2 separate regions of the Mus musculus genome follow, and region 1 is linked to region 2. Evidence: chromatin contacts called from public Micro-C data. All regions are on one chromosome and are shown on one strand. The core of a region is the stretch at or near the end of the contact, and the rest is flanking DNA. Distances in the headings are between cores, read along the strand shown.

Region 1 (6,688 bases), core at 1,768-4,267, 72 kb before region 2:
CTAAGCTGAAGCCATGCGCACCTCAATTTTGAGAGTTAGACAAAACCTTCTTCTGTGTCCTTTTCATAAAAGAGAAAAATCCCCAGACTAAATACACACACACGCAACACACACACATATACACATTCAACACACTCACACACTCTCTCACACACACACTCACACTCAACACACACACATATACACATTCAACACACTCACACGCTCACACACACACACTCACACTCAACACACACATATACACATTCAACACACTCACACGCTCACACACACACACATCAACACACACATATACACATTCAACACACACACACACTCAACACACACATATATACATTCAACACACTCACACACACACTCAACACACACATATACACATTCAACACACACACTCTCTCTCACACACTCACACTCAACACACACATATACACATTCAACACACACACACTCAACACACACATATACACATTCAACACACTCACACACACACACTCAACACACACATATACATATTCAACACACTCACACACACTCAACACACACATACACACATTCAACACACACTCACACACTCACACTCAACACACACATATACACATTCAACACACACACACTCAACACACACATATACACATTCAACACACTCACACACACTCAACACACACATATACACATTCAACACACTCACATACACACTCAACACACACACATATACACATTCAACATACTCACACTCTCTCTCTCTCTCTCACACACACATATACACATTCAACACACACACACTCAACACACACTCTCACACACTCACACACACACACACTCACACACACAAATGGGACATCTGGAAAATTCCTTCCCACACACCCTTCTCACAAGTGCTTTTAAAAGGACTCATCCAAAGGCCCATCGCTGGCTAGCTCCGACAAGAGTGTTACGTAGCCTACTTGCTCTCTCCTGTTCTACTAACCTACCTCCCTCCGGTCAAAAGATCATTTCCAAAGCCCTGTTCAAAGTTCTCAGCTGCTGGAGAACATAAAGAAAAGAAGCAAAAATGGTCCAGCTCAAATCCTGTCTTGCTACCCTTAGGTAGCCTGGTAGGTAACCTATTGTTTCAACACCTCCCTCCCCTTAGAGGTGACCACCACAAATACCAGCTTCACAAGGTCACCCCAGGAGGAATGGCATTGGGGAGACATACTGAAAGCCTTCTTCTTTAGTCAGCTTGGACAGAGTCTGAACACCATTCATGCACGGTTCAGTGACAGACACTGCCCAGAACTGCATGAGAATTATTCCTCGTTCTGAAACCTTGGGGAACCTGGGATGGGGTGCAGTGCTGTCTCCTCACAGCCCAACTCCTGCTGGAACTCTAGCCCCAGCCATAACACGCCACCTTAGCAATTGTAAAAATTGTAAATCAAGCTAGCTTTCCTGATAGGGCAACTTCTACACTAGTACATCATCATCATCATCTACATCTACATCATCATCATCATCATCATCATCATCATCTACATCATCATCATCATCTACATCATCATCATCATCATGGCACTAATGGTCCCAAAACCACACGTCCAATTACTTAGGCTCAGTATGTGTCACACACACACACACACACACACACACACACACACACACACAATGGTAACCCTGTGTGTTCTTGTAGCAGATGCTTTTGGGTCCAATGACTTATAATTACTGCCTGGATCATTGTAGGGACAGGATGTGAGTAGCAAAATCACAGTGTCTGTCAAAAGCAGGGGGTGGGGGGCCCACACCACTGCTGTCGCTGACAAAAGGAGAGTCTATTAGCAAGTGAGATGAGGGGACAGCACAAAAGAAATGATGAGCTCTGGCTTTTCTTGACAGCTCCATATCATCGAGGATGTAGTGTTTATTTCCTTCTTGGGCAGATGCCCAGACACCAGTGGTTAGGAAGGAAAAACGAAGACCTGACTGGCCAGCTATGTATATGGAAAGAGACAAACATGGATACGGTCTATATGCGTGCATGTGCTGTGGAGGGTTCCAGACTAGCATTCTATTTAAACAGCCTGTACACCGTGGTCAACAGTTGGTTATTTTGTTCACATTTTCCATTTGAGAAACCGACATCAGGGCGCCCAACACTCTCCACCCTTAGCCCCCACCCCCAAGTCTGTAGCTAATAAGTAATGAGGCAATCCTTCATTTACTTACTGTCACAGAAAGGCAGGACACCCCAGACAGTTTTATAGGAACAGAGGCCAAGGCCAGGGGCTGCCATGGCTGTTGTGGCTTTCTGGGGCAGCTGCCACCCTAGCTCGGTGGGAGATTTGTTGACACATCTCCACAACAAACACCTCCCTGCCAAACACTGTCTGAGACTCATTATTACTCATCAAGGAGGCTCTGAAAAGCTCCCATTTGGGGCTGGCCAAGGTGTCCTTTAAAAAAATGCTCCAAGAAGGCTGGCTTTCCTCCAGCGCTAACAGACTTCCAATTAGGGTGACTCACTGTGAGACCCTCACAGGATGTACCAATTATAGTGGGGCATTTAAAAGGGGGTTCAGCTCCTCCCTCACAACAGCCTTTCTGTGTAACTCCAACACACATAATGTACTTACTGTATAAAAACAGATGCTTTGTGTGCTACAAATACTCTCCGAGATTATAGCACAAGACAACCAGTGAATGATAATTGTAATTATTCAACCAGCCACGAGCAGAATTTTCAGCCAAAGGGGTATTAAAAATAACAACAACAACAAAAAAGGTCTCTTTTACTTTAAGCTGCAGTTCAATTTGAACCTAGACCTGTGTTCTGTGACAAGGGACAGAAAGATGTAAAGTTGTACCATTAAAGCAACCAACACAAAGATGGAGAGTCTCCTGTATCCCTATGCAGGGTTTCATCTTTAAATCGAGCAAACAGGGGGCTGGAGCGATGTCTTTGCTAGCTTTGGGACTTGAGGATTCAACAGGAGTATGTGGAAACCTGAGCCTGATTTAACCAAGCACTGACCTTCGTCATCAGTGATTATTTTAGCAAAATTTCCTCTCAAAGTCTGCCATGAGTCTTAATAATGCTTTGATGATCTCACTCTTTAAGCTTTTAAAATAAGAACTTTGTTACACGATGTTTAAAGAGATGCAAGCTTAAAACGCTGGGATTTTATCATAGACCAACACTTCCTAGCCATTAAAGGACTACAGCTAATACAAATGATTAACTAACAAACACTGAGTATCATAATGTTGACATGAGCTGTGGGCTTAAAATACACAGGAACACTTACACTGCACAGAGCCAAAGCTTATGAAAAGCTTTTCAAAAAAACATACATACACAGTCACACACACATATTCATGCACATATACACACTCTCACATTCACATGCACACACTCATACATACTCACACACACACTGATACAAACATACACTAACTCGCACACACACATTCACATGCACGCACTCATACATAACCGTACACTCATATAAACACACACTAACTCACAAATACTCTCACACTCACATATACACATACATACTCATATAAACACACATTAACTCACACACACTCTCACACTCACATACACACACCTCATATATACACACTCACATTCACATACACGTGACTTAATAGGACAAGGCAGGACACAGTAAGAATATAGCAAATCTGTGTGACATATCAACCACAGGATTATGTCAAATTCTCCAACAACAGTATGATCTGAAAGGGGTTTTAAATCAGCTCTTCAAGTACACAGAGACCACAGGGCAGGAAACGGACAGCATTCCTTATAAGTAGCATCCTTTATAGAAAAGAAAAATTGGATGCAGCTTTTCTGTCTACCCAGGGCTTAGAACTTTGCCAAAAAGAGCATAAAACAGGAGATTCCTAGTTTAAGCCCCATCACCCCCCACCAACCTGCTCTTGCCACCATGATCCTGGGAGGTTGCAGATTAGAAAAAATATAATTCTATAGACTCTTCAACTCATTCACACTCATCCTATAGGAGGCAGGGCACCTGAGGCCGAGCTGCCATGCAGGAGGAACAACTTTAGCAACAGCAATGGCACACTAAAGAGCCTGTACCCAACTTCACAAGGAGGCAGAACACATAGATGTCTACACTGAGTATTTTATATCACCAGAGAGTACCCCACTCCACCCCAAAGCAACTGTCAGTGTCTAACTCAGGTTGTTTTTTTTTTTTTTAGACTAAATTTCCAACTTATCCAATTATTCCCATTAATGTGTTGGGTAGTTTTGGCAATGATGGAGTAGATTTGTTTATGCTGATCATTAGCAGGCTTTCTTATTTTAATTTTTTTTAAATTTATGTTGGTGTGAGAGAGTGTGTATGTGTCCATGCAGGTGCCCCTGGAGGTCGGGTGAGAGCATCAGGGTCTCCTGGAGCTCAAGTTACAGGCAGTTGTGAGCTGCCCTGTGGATGCTGGGAACTAAAGTCAGGTCCACTGAGGAACAGCAAACTCCAGTAAATGTTGAACCATTCCTTCAGCCCCATTATCAGTGTTTTAAAATTATTTTATTATGCTATATATCTGCAAACTACACATGTGCCTGGTATCCTCTGAGACCAGAAGAGAACATTAAATCCTCCCAGAACTGGAGTTACAGGTGGTTGTTAGCCACCATCTGGTGCTAGGAAATGAACTTGGAGCCTGTTGAACAACAGTAGACATTCCTACCCTCCGAACCCCATCTCTCCAGTCCCACTACTGACCGTTTACCTTCCATGAGTAGCTCGGATGTCTGTTAGAAATAAAATGAAAAAATAAAGTAATCTGGTGGAGGGAGATCTGGAGAAACTGACAAATAACATGAACCACGGCCTTTCGAGAAGGACGGGAGTTTGGAGAAAGCACAAAATGTAACTATAAGCATATCCAAGTAGTGTATCCACTTCTGACCATACTCCTGAGCTCAGAAACAGAAGCAACCCTAGAGACTAGAGAAGACATTGCTCAACCCAACTGAGGGTATCTGGAGAAGCATCTGTGTGAAGGCCTTGAGACCATGGAGGAAGCTGTAACTTGACAGTCACTGACATTCAAAGCAGGGTCAGGAACTGCTGAGAACAGGCAACCTTACACCAAATTGGAGCTCTGGCAAGGTACTAATTTTCAGGTGGTAATGTCGTAAGTTTAAAATCCTCCAAAAATTCTTAGCATTCGGGGAACACCTCTTAGCTTACTTAGTAGGACCATTTTAATTCTAATCTTGTCTTTTAACAGATCCATGTGAAGACTCTAAACCAGCATTCCTCAACTTAGTCAGCATAAAACAAGATGGCTGCCAAGATGGCTGCCCTATCCCACCATATTTACCTTGTTGGAGTTAGTGGACTTTTGAGGTAGCTGAGTTCCAAGAAATCCATGGCTGTGGCTAGAATCAAACATCTAATACAGAGGAGGAAGAAAAGACGACTAATAAGAAGGTTCTGCAGTGTTCCTTGGCATTTACACATTTTTAGTTTAAAGATTGAAGTTGTATAACATTTTGTTTTGTCTCCATTTCACAGTCTACACTAATATTCAAATACGAAGCTTTCCCTCTGCAGAGATATCTGCTTTCTATCCTCTCATAGCTTCATATATACTTTTCTGTGATGTTTCATAGTATTTAAGTCATCTGGAATTCTCTTGACATTGCTCCTTTTTTTTTTAACTAATTATGCATTTCAGAAGATGAGGAACAAAGTTGGCAAAGCCACAAAATCGATCTTATAACTGTTTCTAATGTGCTTAGAATAAATATTGGAAGACAATATGTTAATAGACCTTTGTTTGAAGCCAAAAAGATTAGAATCATTCTTTTTTACTTTTGTAAATCTTATATTCTAAATTTTGTAGAATACTAACATGAACTATTCAACTAGGCATACCTAATAATAAACTTCATTCAGCTGTGTAAGTACTGACATTATATCTTTTTTAAAACAAAAATGTTCAACCAAATGCTTTTGTTTATCAAGAAATCTTTTGTTAAGAACATTTAGCAGATACACTGAGGCAGACAGTAAGGCTCATTTAATTAACTAAATGATACTTCTAAAATAAGCAAGTTATCCTGTTATCTATTACTTTATCATTTTAATTATATGAAGTTACCTTAATATAAAAATTGACCTTCACATTTATATACAGAATATAATTATGGTGGTTTCATTCAGAAAATGTAGGCTCAATATTAGCCAATGGATTACAGTTAACCGCTACCTATAACCAACAAATAGCTACTGCTTGCAAGTAAACAAAAATGCAAATAGAAATGGAGGTGTCAAAAATTTCACCTAGCATCGTGTTCCTCCCATGTCAAGAACTCACCTGAGTTATGGAAGCTCTCTTCTCCCTACCCTTTCTTGCTAGGGTGTCCAGACCTTTCAATGAAGAAAATATGCCTTTCTTGCTTTTTCCTCTCTGGGTAAGGGAAAGTGTTCTTTTCCTGAGAGTGGAATCATCTCTGGAACACACCTAATGTTAAACACAATTGAAAAACATCTTAAAGCCCATCAAAGTTTCTGCACCCTGGAGACGTCAGCCTGACCTTAAGTGTGTTCTGACAGTGTCTTGAGTCTGCTGCATAGTTCACACGCAGAAGAAATCAGCCTCCACAGTGGCCTTACCTAAATAGCGCAAGCCAACGATCAGATGGACCCACGACAGGCAGCAGAGT
Region 2 (7,271 bases), core at 3,589-6,088:
GCTAGTCCCTGCTTTAAAGTTTTTTTTTATTGTTGTGTGTATACATGGGGGTCACGTGTATATGGGAGTTGTGTATATATGGTGATCATGTATACCAAAGCACACATGTGAAGTCAAAGAACAACTCTCGGGCTAGTTTTTCTCTCTTAGCCTTTCATTGTGCTTCAGGCATCACATTCAGGCTGCTGGGTTTGCATGATACATGCCTTTACCTGTTGTCCTGAGCTGTCTTGCAATTGCTCTGTACAATGTCTTGAAAGTCCATCCTTTATCCCCATCCATTCCCAAGTCTCCAGTCTAGACCCTCAGCCTCCATCCCAAGTATACCTTCATCCCTCCCTAGGATATACCTGTGTTCCTTGAGGGCCTCTTGTGGGTCCTCACTTCTGCAACTTCAATACACTCTTCTGGGACAATGGTATAGCTTCCACTACTATTGGCCACAGCCTCCTCTCTACCACTTCTCAGTCCTAGATCTACATAACCTACCTCATGGACATGCTGCCTCCAAGTTGACATGTGAACAATTTGACTCCCTAAGCCCCTGGCTCCCAGATGACCTGACTTGTCCTCTGTGCACCCAAATCAAGATGGCTGTTCTCCCCTCCAGCCTGGCATGAGAGATAGACACCCATCAATTATTGTAGGCCTGCTTCTACTTTCCCTCATCTTGCACATCAAGGCTGTCATTAAATCCTCTGGCTTCTACTTCCTAGGCCTCTCCTGTTTATATATGTAGAAACACTTTATTGTATGTATTACTTTATTTGGGAGTAGGTGTGGGTAGATAGAAGCATACATGCCACTGCGTGCATACAGAGGTTAGCAGACAACTTATGGAAATCAGTTCTCTCCTTCTGCCATGCATGCATCATCAACTCAGGCTGTCCAGCTTGGTAGCAACCCCTTTTACCCATTGAGCCATCTTGCTGCCCTGCTTCCTGAGTATCCTCCTCCACCCTCTATCCATCCAGACTCACAGAAGCTGACTCCAGGGCTACTAAAGTATCTTCATCCCTTTCCATATCCACATCTCCCATGATAGCATCAGAAGAAAATTCTAGATCATCAATGAAATACTATCTACAAACATTTTTTGTCATCCATGTCTTTCTCTTTAAACTCCAACCTTCTTCCTCAACACAGACATCCACTAGAAACTCCAGTTCCTGCCCTTCAGCCTCTGATAGAGTTCTTGCAGCTGATATCCTCCTAATACAAACTCCAAATGTCTCTATACTTTCAATTCTCAGAAATGCTCCCCTCAACCTTGACAGCAGAGCACATCACCCTTCAATCTCAGAGCCAACAAGTGCTTCCTTTTTTTTTTTTTTTTTTTTGGTTTTTCGAGACAGGGTTTCTCTGCATAGCCCTGGCTGTTCTGGAACTCACTTTGTAGACCAGACTGGCCTCGAACTCAGAAATCTGCCTGCCTCTGCCTTCTGAGTGCTGGGATTAAAGGCGTGTGCCACCAAGTGCTTCCTCTTAAACAGTGGTTCTCAACCTTCCTGATGCTGTGACCCTTTAATACAGTTCCTCACGTTGTGGTAACCCCCAACCATAAGATTATGTTCGTTGCTACGTCATAACTGTAATTTTGCCACTGGGCTGTAACTTGGTTCCTGAGACCAGCAGAAATAGGTATTTTCTGATGGTGACTATCCACAGGTCAGAACTTGTGCTCTAAGGCATCCTTTGCAAATATCATACAAGTGGAAGACAGATTCTTTATGCAGAGCTACTGCTACTACTGTAACTCAGAATAAGCTCTGTTTAACTCTTTAGTGTACCTCACAGAAATTAACTACTCTTGCTTCACACCTACTTAGGTATCCATGACTCTACCAATCTTTGTCATTAGTGTGGTAAAGAATACAGAATCAATGACTAAGCCATCAATGCCATTTCTGGAGTGTGGTAGTACTAATTGTGTGCAATTCCCTTCTATGTGGCTGCTTTGGCTTCCACCAAATCCTCTATAGCGCCAAAACTCTTCAAATTCAAGTATCCTTCTGTCTTGATGACTTCATCCTAGTCTTGCCTCAATGGGACCTGTTCACGTCCTTAACATATAAGCACACTTTTAGCAAGTGTTTTTCAGGTTTCTTTCTTTCATGTGTGTTTTCTGCCTGAACATATGTCTATACACCACACACATGCATGCCTAGTGCCCTCCGAGGTCAAAAGACAGCACTGGATTCCCTGGAACCACAGCTACAGATGGTTGTAAGCTATGATGTATATGCTGGGAACCAAATCCAGGTCCTCTACAAGAACTATAAGTGCTCTAACCACTGAGTCACTTCCGCAGCTCTAAGCACACCAAGCTACTACTAAACCTATGTCTTACAAATTCATAACCTCCAGGACCCAGACATAATTAATGGATGTCTCAGGCTAACATCATGGTGACACAAATTTTAACATTGAAAAGTTAAACAATCCATATAACAGCAAGGTGTTTAAGGCCCTGGGACCAGAGTCCTTCATTATTAACTAGGTTTATTCCATCAGAAAGAAAATCCTGCAGAACTCTTAAATTCATGAAGGCTATTTCGTGTCACAAATATTACAGACAACTGACTGAACACTGAAGGACTGAAGGAAACAAATTAAACAAAACTTCAACTGAAAATGAATCATCTGTCCCGCTAGTACAAGGTGGCAAAACTCAGACAATTAAGGAAGAGCATGGTAGCATATACCTCCAATATACTTAGAGTGGTGCTTTTCCTTAAATAATAGCAGAGGCTTCAGAGCTGAGTTAGATCTGATGACAAAGGGCACCATCCCCGTTTGCTTTTCTAACACAGTTGGACTACTAAGCAAAGTGTTAGTATAAAGTTGGGCATTTTCCCTGTGTAACAAAATCCCCATGCTTACTGACACAGGCCATCTACTCTTTCTTACAACTTCACAACATAATTCCTTTGTTTGCAGTATTTCTTATTTCTTTTGGTATCTATTCTCAAACACATTCATGAGATCACATCCCTCAAGGTTGCATGGGAGTGCATGCTGCCTTGAAAAGTCTTGGAGAATTGTTTCTCCAAAGGTGCACCTTCCTTCCCTTCTGCTCAGTGGGGCTCTGCTCAGTGTCTAATGGAGCTTGAATCAAACCAGAATAAACCCAGCTTTGAAGTCACTACAGAAGAGAGCTGAGATGACCTACTGCCCACGACTGTGCAGACTACAGGGTTCTAATGCATGGAGCACCAGCGAGGCGTGGGGAGCTGGTTAAGATGAGTGTGAGGAGCTTACAGAGGAGTGAGAGTTTGGCAGGGCAGGAACACAAAGTCAGAGCCAAAGAGGAGGACAAGAGGCTCCCTGAGAATGGCCCAGATTTGCTGGGGATATTGAGCTTTTCCCAGGGAAAGGAACGATACTTGTGTGGATATTCTTTAAAGGGGAGGAGAAGACCTGGGTACTCAGAGGTTGACTGTAAGGAATCAAGAGGGATACCACAAAAGACCAGGAATCTGAAGAGAGAGAGGACCTAGAGCTTTGAAGGAAGGAGCTCTGCACCGCAGAGATGGTACAAGGTTAACACTTTGTATAATGCAGAAAATTAGCATCCTTTGTGCCACACAGGGTCTTTAGGTCCTAATGACTCTGAGATCTCTACGATGGCTGTGACCACACTTAAAATTCTGTATGTAATATTTCTTCTGAAAACCCTACAAATCCAGCAGATTGAATGACCTAAACAGGAATATCAACCAACTAACCAAGCTTTGCTTCAACATACAGCAACAAAAGTCTTTTCTTTTTCTTTTTCCTTTTCTTTCCTTTTTCTTTTTCTTTTTCTTTTTTTTCTTTTCTTTCTTTTTCTTTTTCTTTTCTTTTTTTTTTCCAAAGTTTTCAAGTTTATTATGAAATCTGGGCCTGTTTTCCAAGCCTGAAATTCAAGCCGGTTATAAAGAATCAAAACAAAGGGAAAACTCAAGCCAAACGGGAAAAGAACACACCAGCAACACAACACAGAACACTGCAGTCCATCTACAAAAGACTGCTGCCGAAGTTTATGTGAACACACACACAGCCTCAAGCAATCTGCTCTTGTTCCAGGCCTTCCCAGTTTCTAACAATAAACAGTAAAATTAAGAAAATAGAAATAAACAGGAACCTGACAGAAGTGAGACCTATGGGCACGGGAAGGATTCAGATTGGGGCTGGCGTCTCAAAGGTTAAGAATCTCCCACTCTAAAGGGTTTCCAGATATGCACAAAACCTGTGTCTTCAAGGTACAAACTCTCTGTCTGCTCACACCTAAATCGGACTGGGTTATTTAACACACAATGGAATAGCTGGCTACCCAAGGGTCCTAATGCCTGCCTTCTCCTGCCCAGTGGCCCCCACCAGTGTCTCCAAGCCAAACAGCAGCCTCTCACCTGTGCCTTAACTCATTATTTTCACTGCAGAGGTTTAAAAAAAAAATCACACTTTAAACCTCAGGAGGAGAGATGTGCGTCTATTTGCATCAAGAACATATTCATGGCTTTAGCTCAAAACATCAAGGCTTTGCACAGCTTGGAGCTAAGTAAACATGAAAAAAAGAATGGACCAAAAGCTCATTTATACAAAAGTAAAATGTTACTAATAGCCTATTCTGAAGAAGGGAGAAAGAAAGGAGTCAGCCTGGATGGGAGTGAGGGGGCAGGGCAGCAGGAGAGAAGGGATCTGGGAGGGAGGCCAGGTGGGACAGGAGTCTGAACAGCAATAGCAACCAGACCCAGGGAAAAGTCTAAACAAATGACTTGGTTCTTTCCAGTCTGAATGAACACAAATTACTGGCCGTACAGACATGCAGCAGAATTATGTAACTTAGTTCCAATGTTCAAGCCGGATCTCCACCCTCCGCACCAAATTACTCTAAAGCCTCTGGCCCCGTTGGTAAACAGTTGGCTACAGTTATGCTCATGTCCATTCTTACTCCTTCTCTTTTGAGACATGCTACTGGGCTTGGGCTCACTCACATCACACTTGGTTCTGGGCCAAAACAAAAGTTCCAGGGAACGCCAAATAATCAAATTCCAGCCTCTGCCCCATCCACAATTCACAATTGACGCATAGGCAAGCCAGATCCATAAACCTAAATACAGCAGGGTTTGGTTGTTTTATTATCAATGTTTCTCAGACTACACAGTTAAGGCTTGCAGTTTTCAAAAGTGAAAACTAGATTCTTCGGTCTGCCTGGAGTTCAGATTTAACTCTTAAGTAGGAGGCGTTACACTTGGTCTTTGCACCAACAGCCCTACACACCTATCCTGGCAAAGGAAATCTTTTGGGAAATATTACACTTGAAAAATAAAAAGGATCTTTTTAAAAAATAGATGTAAACTTGTCAATTATCAACAAAAACCTATCACCAAGACAATGAACTACTTAATCACTCACTGGCATTCAGACAGTCTGAGCACTTTCCAAAGCTTTAAGACACCAAGTGATCTTAGGTGTACACAGGTCTATCCTCAGGCCCAAGCCAGTCTGGATCTTCCTGGGATAATCGGACAGAATTCCACAGAAATCCCTGGCTATATTTACTCAGCCATTCCTTCCTGCATCATGTCTGTTTTGCCCTATGGGTTCCTTTTATCCAAAGCTGTCCTTTAGCTCTACTGCCTTATGTTGGAACATGTATCATTGTGTTTTTGCTCATTTGTAGCATTCAGGTAGTATTCAGACCTTAAGCTAAATTGGATCACTAACTTTACATATATGCATATTCATGTAGATTACATGTGTGCATATTCATGTAGTTATGTCACAGATAAGGATGCCATGCAGCAGATGTGCCTACTGATAAATGTACATATATACCCTTGCTCATATCCCACACATACACCAACACACATACACCAATATATACATACACATACCCCATCCTTGGGAATGCAGTAAAGATGTAATATAAACAATCAGTTGACCACCACAAGATGATGGACTTCCTGTTAGTCATGGAAAAATAAAATAAAATAAAAGCACTTAAAGTATCATTTACAGTGTGTTGTAGAACTCTCATTACTGCATTCCTAAGCTTTGAATCACGACCCCTTTTACTAAATTATGTTCTCTTCCCACTAAATCTGAGCCTGTTATTTTCTTTACAAAAACATTAATTACAAGTCACATGCTAGGAAAAAGTAATAAGAAAACCAACAGGCCAGTGTTTTAAACTGGCAAAAGGTCTCAAGAGGAACTTCCTCCAAACAGGTACATGTCTTCATATCCCCTAGAGAAGGCTCAGCAGTTGAGAGCACTCACTGGCTGCCTTTGCTGAGAACCTGGGTTCCCTTCCCAGCACATACATGCTGGCCCATAACTCCAGTTCCAGGGGATCCAACACACTCCTCTGGCTTCTGTGGAATTATACACATGCAGTGCACACAACATACATGCTGACAAACACATACACACACACAAAAAATAAAAGGTGCATGAGGCAAGCACACGACAAATTGACCACTAAAGGAATTTAAACTAAACACATGGATGGAACTATGAGTGGAGACACATGCTTGGAATCCCACAACTGAAAAGACAGAGGCGGGAGGAACTTCACACATTTGAGGCTACTCCAGTCTACAAAGGAACTATGAGGCCAGCCAAGGCTACAAAGCAGGACCCTGTCTCAAGAGGTTAAAGACAAAAACTATAAAGTTGTATCCATATATATGTATGTGTATATGTGTATGTATATGTATATATATATATGTACACACATACACACACACACACACACGCTAGAATGACTGAAGCAAGAAGAAATGAACAAATAATAAAACAAGTTGGGGAAGATGTGACAGAGAAGGTGTGTCAGTTTGTATATGCTTGGCCCAGGGAGTGGCACTATTAGGAGGTGTGGCCTTGTTGGAGTAGCTGTGTCACTGTGGGCGTGGGCTTTAAGACCCTCATCCTAGCTGCCTGGAAGCCAGTCTTCTCCTAGCAGCCTACACATGAAGATGTAGAACTCTCAGCTCCTCCTGCACCATGTCTACCTGGAAGCTGCCATGCTCCCGCCTTGGTGATAACGAAATAAAGCTCTGAACCTGTAAGCCAGCTCCAATTACATGTTGTCCTTATAAGAGTTGCCTTGGTTGTGGTGTCTCTTCACAGCAGTAGAACCCTAAGACAGAAGGTAAATGACAGCAGCTGGCTTGAAAAAACAGGCAGGCAGATTTATACTCACAAGTATAAGACAGAGACATGGGGAACATGAAGTCGAGACTTCAAATCTGGGCTTGCTCTTCACTATGTGATACTCAAGGAAA

The links. A called contact is a pair of places that touch in the nucleus more often than the background predicts.
Region 1: a contact with region 2 is called in a Micro-C map of muscle stem cells, with 4 times the contacts expected there. The contact joins two enhancer-like sites. A contact is called at or near these places in 1 of 15 datasets of contacts at CTCF or cohesin (the NIH/3T3 cell line), 5 of 484 Hi-C or Micro-C datasets (3T3-L1-derived adipocytes, the N1E-115 cell line, embryonic fibroblasts and 2 more), 3 of 115 datasets of contacts at active chromatin or transcription factors (embryonic fibroblasts, fibro-adipogenic progenitors and pancreatic cancer cells) and 1 of 9 other capture datasets (liver).

Annotation. Positions count from the first base shown.
Region 1 is chr17:3,438,425-3,445,112 of GRCm38.p6, reverse strand. Tiam2 (T cell lymphoma invasion and metastasis 2) reads right to left here. Exons shown (of 27, transcript NM_001122998.1): 8 at 6,340-6,486; 9 at 5,341-5,412. Among named protein-coding and RNA genes, the nearest start is that of Gm52295, 33 kb to the right of the region's middle. Within about 2 kb of position 3,017, at least 64 of the 459 cell types and tissues checked have an H3K27ac peak or open chromatin away from gene starts, as enhancers often do. A contact at or near this core is called in embryonic fibroblasts, muscle stem cells and pancreatic cancer cells, where this site is marked.
Region 2 is chr17:3,367,373-3,374,643 of GRCm38.p6, reverse strand. The region is part of intron 1 of Tiam2 (T cell lymphoma invasion and metastasis 2); the gene reads right to left. Among named protein-coding and RNA genes, the nearest start is that of Gm52295, 37 kb to the left of the region's middle. Within about 2 kb of position 4,838, at least 54 of the 459 cell types and tissues checked have an H3K27ac peak or open chromatin away from gene starts, as enhancers often do. A contact at or near this core is called in embryonic fibroblasts, muscle stem cells and pancreatic cancer cells, where this site is marked.